Linked DNA regions of Arachis hypogaea: region 1 is linked to region 2. Evidence: chromatin contacts called from public Hi-C data. All regions are on one chromosome and are shown on one strand. The core of a region is the stretch at or near the end of the contact, and the rest is flanking DNA. Distances in the headings are between cores, read along the strand shown. Region 1 holds the start of LOC140183548 (zinc finger BED domain-containing protein RICESLEEPER 2-like). Region 2 has its middle 40 kb from the start of LOC112793485.

Region 1 (6,474 bases), core at 3,166-5,665, 340 kb before region 2:
TCTAAATATCTGATAATTCACATTTTTTACCTTCTTATAAAGTTAAAAAAATAAATGATGATATGAACCTCATAAATAAATTCAGAAAGACTCACCCTATTTAAATTGTGGGTGCAGTTACAATGGTAATTTTCATTAAAAATTAATTAATTTTTTATTCTTTGGTCATTGATAGTCTAATTTATATAAAGTAATTAATAATTAATTGTAATTTCAGGATATTGACTATACCGATGGTTTGCTTCCAATCTCAAAGACATCCTCAGTCATTAAAAAAGAGAAAATAGAAGGTGCAAAGGTAGTTATTCAATATATATATTTTAAAGTTAAAGTCTAATTTCATTCAAAAAATATTATTGAGTTAAAATAAAATGTGAAACGAATGTATTTAATTTAACATAGTATTTTGTATAAAATTTATTATCTGAATTCTCTAATGAAGTTGTGGATAAATGGTGAATCCGAGATGTTGAAAAATGCTATTACGCTAACCAAGCGATTATTCTCGGAGTTCGAAGATTTGGGAGTAGAAGGAGATACCTCAACTTGAAAGATGATCAAAATCAAAAAATAAAATTGAGAATTTGAATGCACATGTTTTAGAATTTTTCTTTAGATTTTATCTAATAGAATAATGTCAAAAATATCTGTTTGTTTTGATGAAAATATTATTTTTTCTTAAATTGTTATTTTTTTGTTTTTTCTTTTAATTTTAATGTTTGAAATTTAAAATTTTTTTAACAATATAAATTGATATTATTTAATTACTACTTATGATTTTATTTTTCAGTTCACACTACTGATATTTTATTAATTTCTAATATAGTATTTGATGTCTTAAACTTTTAATTTGAACTATTTTTTATATAATTAAATTGGTTGTTAATTTTTAACGTGTATTTATTTAAAAAAATCCTTCTAGGGTTTCAACATGAAAACAAAGAATTGATGAGTATGATAATAATTTTAACATGATAACAACTCTTAATTCAAGTTTATCTACGTGATAATAAATATATTATTTTTATCTATATTTTAACAATTTTTTAAAAAATATAACAATTTAAAAATACTGTTAGCTAGGATGTAAGTTGATATTATATCCGTAACAATTCTGCATTTGAAAATTTTTGTTAGTTAGGATGTATTAGGACTTTTTTTAGTGATTTATAAATTATAATTTATTATTTATTTAAGTTGTTAATTTTTAAATTTTAGATACGTTTTTTTAAGTTGTTAGATATTTAACTTTTAATATTGTTGAACTAATAATTATTTGCTTAGGTATAGTCACTAAAAAATTTTAAAATTTTATTTATAAATCATAAATTATTATCTATTTAGGTTTTTACTTTTTAAATTTTTAAATACACTTTCTTAGATTGTTAAGTAATTAATTTTAATATTGTTGATAAATTAATTTAAAAAGTTATTTATAAATTATATTTAAAATTTTTAAATAAAATCATTCCTAATTTAATAATCTAGATAGGTTATTTATAATATATTTTTGTATTCTTTTTGTTATAAGGGATGTACACAATGGAATTTTAAAAAAGAGGCCTGCCACATGTTCACTAGGGGTGGGCAAAAAAATCCAAATTTTGGATTTTAAACCAAATCCAAATCAAACCATTTTAAAAAAACCAGTTTTAAACAAAAAAAATCCAAACCAAATTATATTTATTTTATAATTTGGTTTTTGATCCAATCCATTTAAACGGTTTTAAATCCGGATCCAGATCAGATCCAAATTAAGATCAAAATCTTAAAAAAACCCTAATTTTGAGTATTCTCCTCTTCCACAAATCCTCTTCGACAAATCCTCTCTTCGCCACCGTCAACATCTCTTCTTCTCTGCCTCTTGTCGGAGCTCGCCGGTGGTTCGTCGGCCTCTACCTCTTCGAGTCTTCAGTCTTCACTTTGATTCGAGACTCTCTCTCTGCCTCGATCTCCCATTCGCGACTCTGTCTTCTCTCTTGTTCGGCTCTCTTCTTCTTTCGTTGGTGGCTCGCCGGAGCTCATGCTCATCAATTGAGGTAAGCCTCCTCCTTGCCCTTGGTTCTGAGTTCTGAGTTTTATCTAGATTTTTTCTATTTTGTTGATTTGTTCTGTTTTGTTCCTTCATGAGTATACTGACTTCTTCACTTCAATGGATTGAATGTGCAGATTTTGTTTTTCCACCCAGGAGCACAACAAAGTTAGTGAAACTGAACCAGAACAAGCAGTTCCAGCACAAGCAGAACAAGCAGTAGCCCCTGTTCTAGTTTTCTGTTCCAGGTTTTTATTTTATTAAGTTTGATTATGAATATCTTCACCAAAATGCTTTGGGAAATATTTCTTAGGAAATCTTTGAACTGATGAGTCATGAATGCAGTACTTTTGTTATTGGTATGAATACTTATGAGTTATACAGGTTATATAAGAGTGGTATAGTATAGCTTTGAGGCTTGTTTGTGTTGTAAGATCTGACTTTGTTACTAAGCAGAGATAATTTTGACGGGTTGTGTTTCTAAGGTGATGAATATTATTGTTTGGGTCAAGAGTTACATATACAGGACTTTTGAATAATGAATTTGTTTCCCATTCAGATTACTTTTATTGTGGGAGATTGGTTTGTTAGGACTTTATGCAATGTAGCACCAATTTTGTTGATTTTTCCCATTAGAACCACAGGAGTTGTGGATCTATTAACTCTATGGTTTAAGCTGATGTTTGACTTATCCTAATCTGTTGCTATTGTTTCTATATTCTTTTAATTTTGTATTGAAACATGTCATTATGTGTCAACGAGTCAACCTCCCCTAGTTTTCTTTCTTACTGGAAATCTTTGTCATCTTAAAACCTTTGTTGTTTTCACTCGGTAAGCTTTCTATCTGTGAACTGTTGGACTAATAAGCTCTCTGTTTATAAGCAGAGGTTATATGGTTTTGCAATATGCTTTTCGGCTGGATTAACTTTTACACTATTGGTAAGTCTAGAAACATGATTTTTCTTTCTAATTAGAAATTCTGCTATATATTAGCTTTTGGTTTAGTGCAAATTATTCTTCATAATGAAACCTTTTGTTGTATCCTTTTCTTTTTGAACTATAAAAGAATCTTATTATTAAAAAAAAACAAAGAGAAGAATACAACTATGATTCTTTCGGTACTTTTTGTATAATTTTAGGTTTTTATCTCCAACTTATATTTGACTACATAGCTAGAAACTAATGTAGTTCATTTATTCTTACCATTATACAGTCAATGCTTTTTTTTTCTCAAACCAATCAAGTTTGCAGTAGCATTCACTCTTGGTAATAGCCCCTGTTCTAGTTCTCTAGTTCTCTGTTCCAGAACAACCAGAACAAAGTTAGTGCATTTTGTTAGAGAGTGCTATTCTTTGGGAGGCATGATGCTGTTTTTTTTTTCTTTAGGGGGGGGGGGGGGGGGCAATTTTGTTGAAAACCGAAACTATTTTCTTGCTAGCTTCAGTGAAGTTTTTCTGCTTCTGACATTAGCCATTTGACTTTTTCTCAAGCTTTTAATTTGGTTTTATTCAATGTGTGTTTGTTTAAAGTGTACTATAATTTGTTTAAAGTGGTTTGTTTAATGTGTATGATGAAATGGATTGGTTTTATTCAATGTGTGTGCATATGTATGGAACATTTAGACGGTCAAAGATATGCAAAGTCATCAAAAGCTTGTTTTGCAATTCACATTAATTATGCTTTTATTTGCTTTGATCTTTGGCCAATTACACTGTCACATTTGAAGAATGGTTTCTTCATGTCCCTTTCTTCTTTTTTTTACTTGGACACAAAGAATGACTGAAAGTAAACATAACAGAACCAAAATCAACCGCCATGTGCATGCATCCTAACATAAGTACATAACTTTTTATTTTATTTTCCTTCACTTTTAAACTTTTTTTTTTGGTAAAAATAAAATCATTTTTGAGATTTATACATATGCTGGGGGCAAAAGTTACACTACTGTAAAATCAAGCTATGATGATTTCAAGATTTATTCTTAATTTTACTTTTTGTATATCTAATAAGCCTATTTGTTAGTATGTATAGTATGTTCTGATTTTTGTGCCAAAATCAAATAGCATTGTTCTCTAGCCTTGTGCTTAGTTATATATGATTAGATCATTGAAAACTCTAAGGTAATATATAAAACAAATTAGCACAAATTAAAGAGAAGTGACAATAAAACAACTAATTTATACGTTGATAGGTTAATTTTGTTGATATAAAACACTGCTGCTGTCTTGTTTTGCTGTTTTGAGGTACAGGACAGTAATTTTCATAATCTTTAGGCCGTGTTTTCTTTGCGAGATATATGAACATGCATTAGTTTGTGTTAATTTTATCATGTTTGGCACTAAATTTTGAGTTATGTACACCTTGCTTTATATGCAGAGCAAGATGACTGAAAACAGTAATATTGAAGCAGTAGGGATGTCCGCTAGCATTCAACCATCTTCTCCACTGTCAGGTGTTCGTAAGAATCGGTCAGCTGTCTGGGATCATTTTGATGTAGAGAATGCTACCGAGAAGAAGGCTAAATGCAAATATTGTGGTAGCTTAATACAATATGGGAATGGAACCAGCTCAATGGGTGGTCATTTGAGAAGATGCAAGCAAAATCCTAATAATGATTCAAACAAAAGAAGAAAAACAACGACCACACCGACTATAGATGAGCGTGGTGTTTTAAATTCACCAAGTGCTTCCAAATTTGACCAAGAGGAGGCTCGAAGGGCACTTGTGGAAATGTTTATTGGGGAAGAGCTACCATTTCGCTTCGTTGAAAGCCCGAAATTCCAAAAATACAAGATTCAAAGTTCCTTCACGGACTACATTAGCACGTGACATTGGAGCTCTTTATGCTGAAGAGAAGATGAAGTTGCAAGATTTTCTTTCGGCAAATTGTGGTAGAGTATGTCTAACCACTGACACTTGGACTTCAATTCAAAATTTTACTTATATGATTTTGACAACACACTTTATTGATTTGGATTGGAAATTACATAAAAAAATACTTAATTTTTGTCAAGTGACAAGTCATTCAGGAGAGGTTATAGGAGCAACAATTGAATCTTGTTTAAATAATTGGAATTTGAATTGGGTCTTTAGTGTGACAGTTGATAATGCCTCCTCTAACGATGTTGCAATTAAATATCTGAAGCAGCGATTGAATTCTTGGAATAACATTATTTTGAATGGTGAATTTATTCATATGAGGTGTTGTGCACATATTATAAACTTAATTGTAAAAGAGGGGTTGAAAGAGATTGATGAATCAGTCTTGAAGATTCGTAGTGCAGTAAAGTATGTTAGATCTTCTCCATCTAGAGCTAGTAGGTTTCAAAAGTGTGTTGAACTAGAAAAAATTCAATATAAAGGCTTGCCTTGCATGGATGTTGAGACTCGGTGGAACTCTACCTATCAAATGTTAGAGGTAGCTTTGAAGCATCGCAAAGCATTTGAGTTGCTTGCTTTGAAAGATAATACCTATATAGGAGAGATGAATGGAGGAAAAGGGAGAGGTGTTCCTTCTGATTCAGACTGGGAGTATGCTGAGTCCATTGTACCATTTTTGCGAGTGTTCAGTGATGCCACTATACGTGTTTCTGGTACCTTATATGTTACCAGCGATATGTATATGAAGGAATTATTTGCAATTGGATGATTTATTCGTCATTCTTGTGATTCTGTTGATTTTAGTACTATGTCAATGGCAGAAAGGATGATGGTTAAGTATGAGAAGTATTGGGACAATCCTGATTCGGTGAATATGTTGTTATTGATTGCTATCGTACTTAATCCAATGCAAAAGATTGAGTATGTCAATTATTTCTTGGATTACTTCTTTGGAGAAGAAAAAGGAGGCGAATTGAAGTCAAAGTTGTCCAAGTGCATAAAGTTACTTTATCAGCAATACCAAAGTTCTGAGGAAGCAAGTGAAGCTGATACGCAAGATGTTCAAGCCAACAACATTAATACCGATCTTCATGGCATGGGCTTTTTTCTGCAAGCAACCGGTCGCAGAACAAATACAAGATCTGAACTTGATAGATATTTACAAGAAGAATGCGAGCCATACTCCCATAAGTTCGATATACTAAACTGGTGGAAGGTCAACTCAACCCGATTTCCAATTCTTGGAAATATGGCTCGTGAGGTATTGGCTATACCTGTTTCTACGGTAGCTTCGGAGTCTGCATTTAGTACTGGAGGAAGAGTCCTCGATCCATACCGCAGTTCCTTAACACCTAGAATGGTAGAAGCCTTAGTCTGCACAGGAGATTGGCTTAAGGAAGATCTTTTCTCTGCTTTAGATGATGATGAAGTTCTTCAACAAGTTGATCAAGGTATAAAATTTGTTTCATATTTCTTCTCATTTTATTTTATTTTTGTTTTTGTTATCTTTCTATTTTAGAATTTAGGTATTAGTTACCAATTAAAAGTTGTTGAATATAGAC
Region 2 (6,675 bases), core at 1,663-4,162:
CACAATTCTAGGGGCATCTAGCCTAGAAATTCTCATCACACCACACGGTACTTAAATAAAACTTAAACCGTACCTTAATGATGGTGGTTCACACCCAAACATACCATATCTCAAGCTTCTAAGGCTCTCATCATCACCAATAAGCTTTAGCTACCAACACCTTGTTCCAAGTGCTCCAAATACACCCAACAACACTAACGTAACCAATTTCACATATACATTAATCTAGGCTTCATAAAATTTGATAAATCACAAGGATTTGAGGATTCCTTACCTTAGCCCATATGACATAGGGATAGAACCCACTTAGAATTCATATTAGAATATTCCTAAACAACCAAAATCACAAGATTTCAACACTAACTACCCAAAAATGTGTAACAGTGGAAAATTTCAAAAATTGGGCAGAGATTTTAGATTTTCTTACTGCAATACTTACATAGAAATGAAGAGGACGAGGAAAGCAACGCGTGGTCGTAACGGCTCGTCAATCGGGGCACCGGAGCAAAAGTTATGGAGGTTTGAAGTTGATGGTGGCTAGCTAAGGTTTCTCTCTTCCTCCTCTATTTACCATTTCAGCATGTTTCTCTCTCAAAAATGGGGGAAATTGGTTGTTTTGTGCTGGAATGAGTTCTTATATAGTATAGACTTGGGTCTACTTGGGCCCAGTTCACTTGGTTTAGCCCGTTGGCTTAACTTTGGGCCAAAACCTTTAAGAATAGCGCTTTAATTTGTATTCTAATTATTTTCACTTTCCAAATCTATAAATTTTAACTTCGTAACTGTTTACTCATAAATTAATTTTCTCACTCACAGTTCCGAGAAGATTTAAGCCGATACATTTGGCTAAAATACCAGTACGCATTCTTATGTGTATTTCCGCAGAAAATTATATTTTTCCACTCAAAAGAATTCACTGAATCCAATTATCATTGTTAAATTTCTAAATTTCTAAATCTTTATTTTCGACCCCGTCCGGACGCGTGTTAGCTATTTCAATTTAAAGATGATTAATTATTTAATTAAATCCTTTTATAATTTTTCAGGATCTTACAATTTACTTCGGAAAATAATTATTTATATGATTAACTATCATTCACTTTAGAAAATGATTATGTTCATAATTAATTATTATTCACTTTGAAGAATAATTATCTATATGATTAATTATCATTCACTTCGAAAAATGATATTATATTAAATAAAATGTCACACATAAAATATAAATAATATAAATAAATCAAATAATAATAATAGTGTAACAAATAAGAGATAAAATAGGAAGGAAAGAAAAACAATTTTAGAACAAATTATGAAACCACAGAAGAAGGAAAAAAAATGGCGTACGAGTTTCTTAAAAAAATAAAAAATTGGCTGAGGAAAAAAAACATCACGTATATGATGTACATATATCAGCATATGAATTAAAAAGAAAAAGAATACACTTATATAAAAAGTTCAATGATCTTGAAGGATAACAAATTTATAATTAAGTAATGGATAAAATACTTGAATATGATCCTTATTTAAAAAAAAAAAAATTAGCAATGATGTTTAAGATGAAGAAAGAATAAGACTGTGTGTTGTGAGCATCATTGTGATGTAAAGAAAAAGAGAAGAATAAAGTGAATAATAAAGAGAAGATAATTACTTAGTCTTAGTCTTAAAGTAGAACTTGTATTAATATCGTATTATGAAAATAAAAATTAGGGTTTAAGAAAGGAAGAAAGATAAAAGAGAATAAAAAGAAAAAAAGATAATCCTATTAATGATTGATGTTGTATACAGAACCTTACAAGAGGATTATTTATTGTCGAAGGCCCAACTTTTAAATGACTCAACTAAGTTACATCTATAACTAATTCTATCTACTTGAAATTTAAATTATAGTTACAATTTTGGGAATCCATAATAAATATATTTATAACATGTTTTAACTTTTGATTATTATCTTTAACTTTTAAAAAATAAAAATACTAATGTTTGGTTTGATTATTTTTAATATACAAAAAAAAATTAAAATATTATATAAATAATAGTCATACATAAATTCATTCTTTTTAAAATGTGATAGTCATGTATAAATTCATTCTTCTTAAAATGTCATAGTCATGTATAAATCCATTTTATTCTTTTTAAACTCCAATTAGTTCTTTCGCAAATATAAATATTAACAAATAAACTAAAACTGACACACAAAAAATGCAAGCAATTTTTTAAACTAATTACTAATAAAATAGTAAAAACACAATCTTATTAAATCATCCAAAATCACATTATGCTCAACATATTTGTGTCATATATTAAGTATATCTATTATATAATACTCAATAGTTGTAATTAGTTTACAATTTATTTGCAATTGTATTTCGCATGTACATTATTTGATTTGTTTGAGTACCATCACTACTCATGTTTTGTTGGTCTACCCTTTAAATTATCAAAAGAATAGCGACAGAAGACCGTACGTAAGAGAGCAACGATCAATTAAAAAAAATGAAGAGAATGAAAAAGATGAAAATAGCATAAAAAATAAAATAAAATAAAATAAAATAAAATAAAATAAAGAGGGATATTTAGGAAAAATATGGTTTTTTTTGTTGTGATGAGAATCAAAAAAAGACACTCCATAATTACATATGTGCTAGAGTGTTTTCAATATTTTTAAATAAATTTGTGATTTCCAAATAAAAATGGTGAAAATAGAAAATCAGTCTTTTTTTATTTTCACCTTATTTTAAAAAAATTCATAGAAACAATTTTTATTAAAAATAAAACTAATATGTATTCATCTCTATTTTTCATTTTGAGCGGAAATGAAAATTAAAAACACTCAAACCAAATACATCAATTATTAACGATAATCCAAGAGGTAATAGCAGTGCTATTGTTAAATTGGGCTTTCCTAAAACGACCAAGTTCGTAACCGTGCTACTCGCTGCCTCTCAACAATCCTTTGTTAATTGGGCTTTTCCCAGCCCATTAAGATAAAAAACAAAAAACAATATAGGCAAATGAAGTTAAAAATTCTCTTTGTAAAAACTATTGCCTTAGGGTACATTATATTATAGAAAGATGTTCAAGATATCATTGTATTTACTTGGAATATGATATTTCAATTTTTATAACCATTGAGATTTATACTAAACAATATCTGTGGTCAAGATTTGGTGAATAAAAATGTGCACAACAATCATAGAAACACTACAAAAACTTGCCACGGGTTCTTTTTTCAGGTTGAAATGGATCAAAATGTCCAATTTACCCAACTTGCATTAAACTGTTGCATCATAATGTGTGTATGATGAGTCAATGATTTCTGTAAGTTATGTCAAGTCTTTTTTTTTTTTTTTCCCAAGGCATGAGTCCTCAGCTCAACTTGTACATTGGGTTTAAAATTTATATTTATTTTTTTAAATTGGCCTCTTAAATACTTGTATATTGTATTATCATGAATGTTGTAGGACTAAAAGCTTACTAAAAAATCAATGGAAAATAATGTAAAAATTTTTAATTTATTTAAAATTTTTAATTTGTGTAAAATTTTAAAATTTATTATTTTATATTTCATTTTCATATTTTGTTAACAAAATATATAAAAAAATCTTGGTTATATTTTGTAATTTTATGTATGAAAAATATGTAAATATTTCGTTTTTATATAAGCGAAATATACACAACTAATTCAAACAAAAAAATTAAAAGAAAAAAATTATTTTGAGTGTCACTATAAAAGTTATATTCATATGTTAAATTTTTTTTATTTTCAACTGAGCCATTTCTCAAGTATTACATTAAATAGTTTGAATTGATTGTTATTTGTACTTTAAAATTAAATTAATTAAGCCATCCTTTTTACTTTACAAATTTCGGTCTTTTTTCTTTTTATTAGTCTTTAATTTTTTTCATAAGTTTAAATTTATTTTCAATATATATCAGATATTTAATACAAGTTTTTTTTGTATATAATTTTGTTCATTACGAATAAAGGCTCTATCTTAATTAAAGTGTGTATTTAAGATTAATAATTAAAAATATTCTTTTCATATATAATTTTGTTAATTTTTTTATCTTTTGAGACTAGATTAGTAATTTTATAAATTTTGATTTAATATATTCATAATTCGCGCATACATATATATATATATATATATATATATATATATATATATATATATATATATATATATATATATATATATATATATATAAGGATTTTATTTTATAGAAAACAAAGTTGTTAAATTCTCGAGTTAATTCTTAAATTTTTATAAATTAGTAACTTAGATTAATAAAATGAGTAAATTTAATAACTAATAATTTAGAGTTGAATAAACTAGGATGAATTTGAATAGATTTTTAAATTCGGATAAACTTATAAACTCAAGAATCCTCGAATATATTATTTTAAATTTATTTTGACCTCTTAAGTATTAAAATATATAATTTTAAATTAAAATTTTAAAATTAAAGATTTGACATTTATATCTAATAAATTTTAGTTGTTAATATTACATATTTGTGATTTATTCAAAGATAGATGATTAGGATAAAAAAAAGAATATTTAATAAAATAAGATAAAATTATACTATTATGTGTTTAATTGCTTATTGATGTGAGAAAAGTAAATTAGAAAATATTCAAAATCGGTTTATAACAAAATATTGGCATATAAATAAAAGAATTGCATGTTTCAAGTAATCTTAAAAATAAACTCTATAATTTAATTATCAAATTAAATAATAATTTAGTAAATATTAGAATACTTGTTAATGTATGAGTTTATATGTTTAATATTAAACGAGTAGTAAATAAGTCATATTATATTTAGAATTGGTTGTTCTTTTATGTATACTAATATTATGATTTATGCAAAAATATTATATATACATAAAAATTAATTACTAAATTAACTATTATATATTTGTGTATAATATATATAATATTTAATTTATTTTTAATATATTTTAATATATATTTTATGTAAGTAGTTATTTTTAATATACATATAATATAGTTAATAACCTACATGATTTTATTAAACTTTTTAAAATATTAAATTATAACTATTTATTTATTATTAACTTATTGTTTTACTCAAATTTTATTAATGTTCAAAAAAAATGTAAGTATCTCAATATCACAATTATAACGTAAACAAAAATTAAAAAAAAGTTAAAAGTAACAAATAAACAAAGAAATACAAAGTGTCAGAGGCAAAGTAAATTGTAAAAACTAAAACAAATAAGAAATTAAAGAGAAGATGAAGAAAGAAACAATAAACATAAAAGAGAGAAACATGTAAAAGTAGAAAAATTTTATTAATAAAAACTAGAAGAAAATAAATTACAGGTGTTTGAGTTAAGAGAAATTACTTAAGATTCTTAATTTTTACTCTATGATACCAAGGGGTTGAAAGTGTTTTAGATTTTTAAATATTTTCCAAAATAACTTAATTCCCTTACCATGCTAATCTAAGACCTATTTGTAAACTTCCTATGTCAACCGACAGTTATATTTAATACTTCATTTTTCGGCCAATTTAAATGGCCTCTTGTATAACTGTTCTGTACTCTTTGCTTGATGCCAATTCAAAAATAAAAAAAATAACTAAATGACCTAATTTAATTAAAATAAATATAAATATTATATACAAAAATACCAACATATAATTAATTATTTTTTACATAATTTTTTTATAAAAATAATATTTTTTGTCTAATATAATGCTTCCAAAATTTTTTACTTAAAATCGTATAATAATAAAATGTAAAAAAATTTTATTGTTTATAATAACAATAAAAATATATACAAACATATATATATATGTTTGTATATATTTATATATATATATATATATAGCAGAATACTAGCAAAGATATGCAAACATGACATCTGAACTTGCAAAATGGCCAAAGAATTTTGTCTATGCAATTTCTCTTTTTTTTAATTTTAAAAATAAATAAATAAATAAAATAGCTCACTACGCTATACACTATTATTTGGTAATGCTTATTAAAAAAAATACGTTAGTGTTTGAACAATCAAAAACTTTTTTTTTAATTCTGTGTTTCACATCCTTCCTAATTTTATCTGTAATGGTGAATTTCTTCTACTCACAAAGATTCAATTATACGTAACTTTTCTAATATTTCAAGTAAGATTTAATTGCTAACTCCATTTTTTATCTTTCTCTTTCTCATCGTTTGTTTAGAAAAATCTTAATTACACAAAAATAATATGAACAAACATCTCTTGTGTTATTTATAAGTACCAAAATTTTACACCGAAGAGCTTTTCCCTTTTCTCTTTTACATTTATTGGCTCGAATTAAAATTTGATTTCTAAACCCTTATCCTTCAATTTTATTATGTTACTGTCTTTTTTTTCATTTTTTTTATATTCATTTTTTTAATTGGATTAATGTGATCTTACGAGCCAATTTTGTTATTTAGTAAATTGCCTAAGTTGCTAATATTTACAGTGATAAATTTGTGGTTTTTTTTACTATGATTTTGTTTAATTTATTTTTTGTTCATCAAATTACATACATACTCCACTGAATTGAATTATATATATATATATGAACCAAAAGTTAAAGATTGTTTTCTTGAATCAAAAGTTAAAGATTGCTTTTTTGAGCATGTTCATATGTGTTGGAATTAAAAATGCTT

The links. Hi-C and Micro-C count contacts between places; a contact is called where the count stands out from the background.
Region 1: a Hi-C map of leaf shows a contact between it and region 2, with 4 times the contacts expected there. The contact joins the promoter of LOC140183548 here to the enhancer-like site in region 2. A contact is called at or near these places in 2 of 8 Hi-C or Micro-C datasets (both in leaf).

What each region holds. Positions count from the first base shown.
Region 1 is chr3:113,800,017-113,806,490 of arahy.Tifrunner.gnm2.J5K5, reverse strand. LOC140183548 (zinc finger BED domain-containing protein RICESLEEPER 2-like) reads left to right here and starts at 4,415. Exons shown (of 2, transcript XM_072231997.1): 1 at 4,415-4,857; 2 at 5,126-5,681. The coding sequence starts at 4,415. The coding sequence ends at 5,681.
Region 2 is chr3:113,455,033-113,461,707 of arahy.Tifrunner.gnm2.J5K5, reverse strand. No RefSeq gene overlaps it. Among protein-coding and RNA genes, the nearest start is that of LOC112793485, 40 kb to the right of the region's middle. Within about 2 kb of position 2,912, at least 1 of the 3 cell types and tissues checked has open chromatin away from gene starts, as enhancers often do.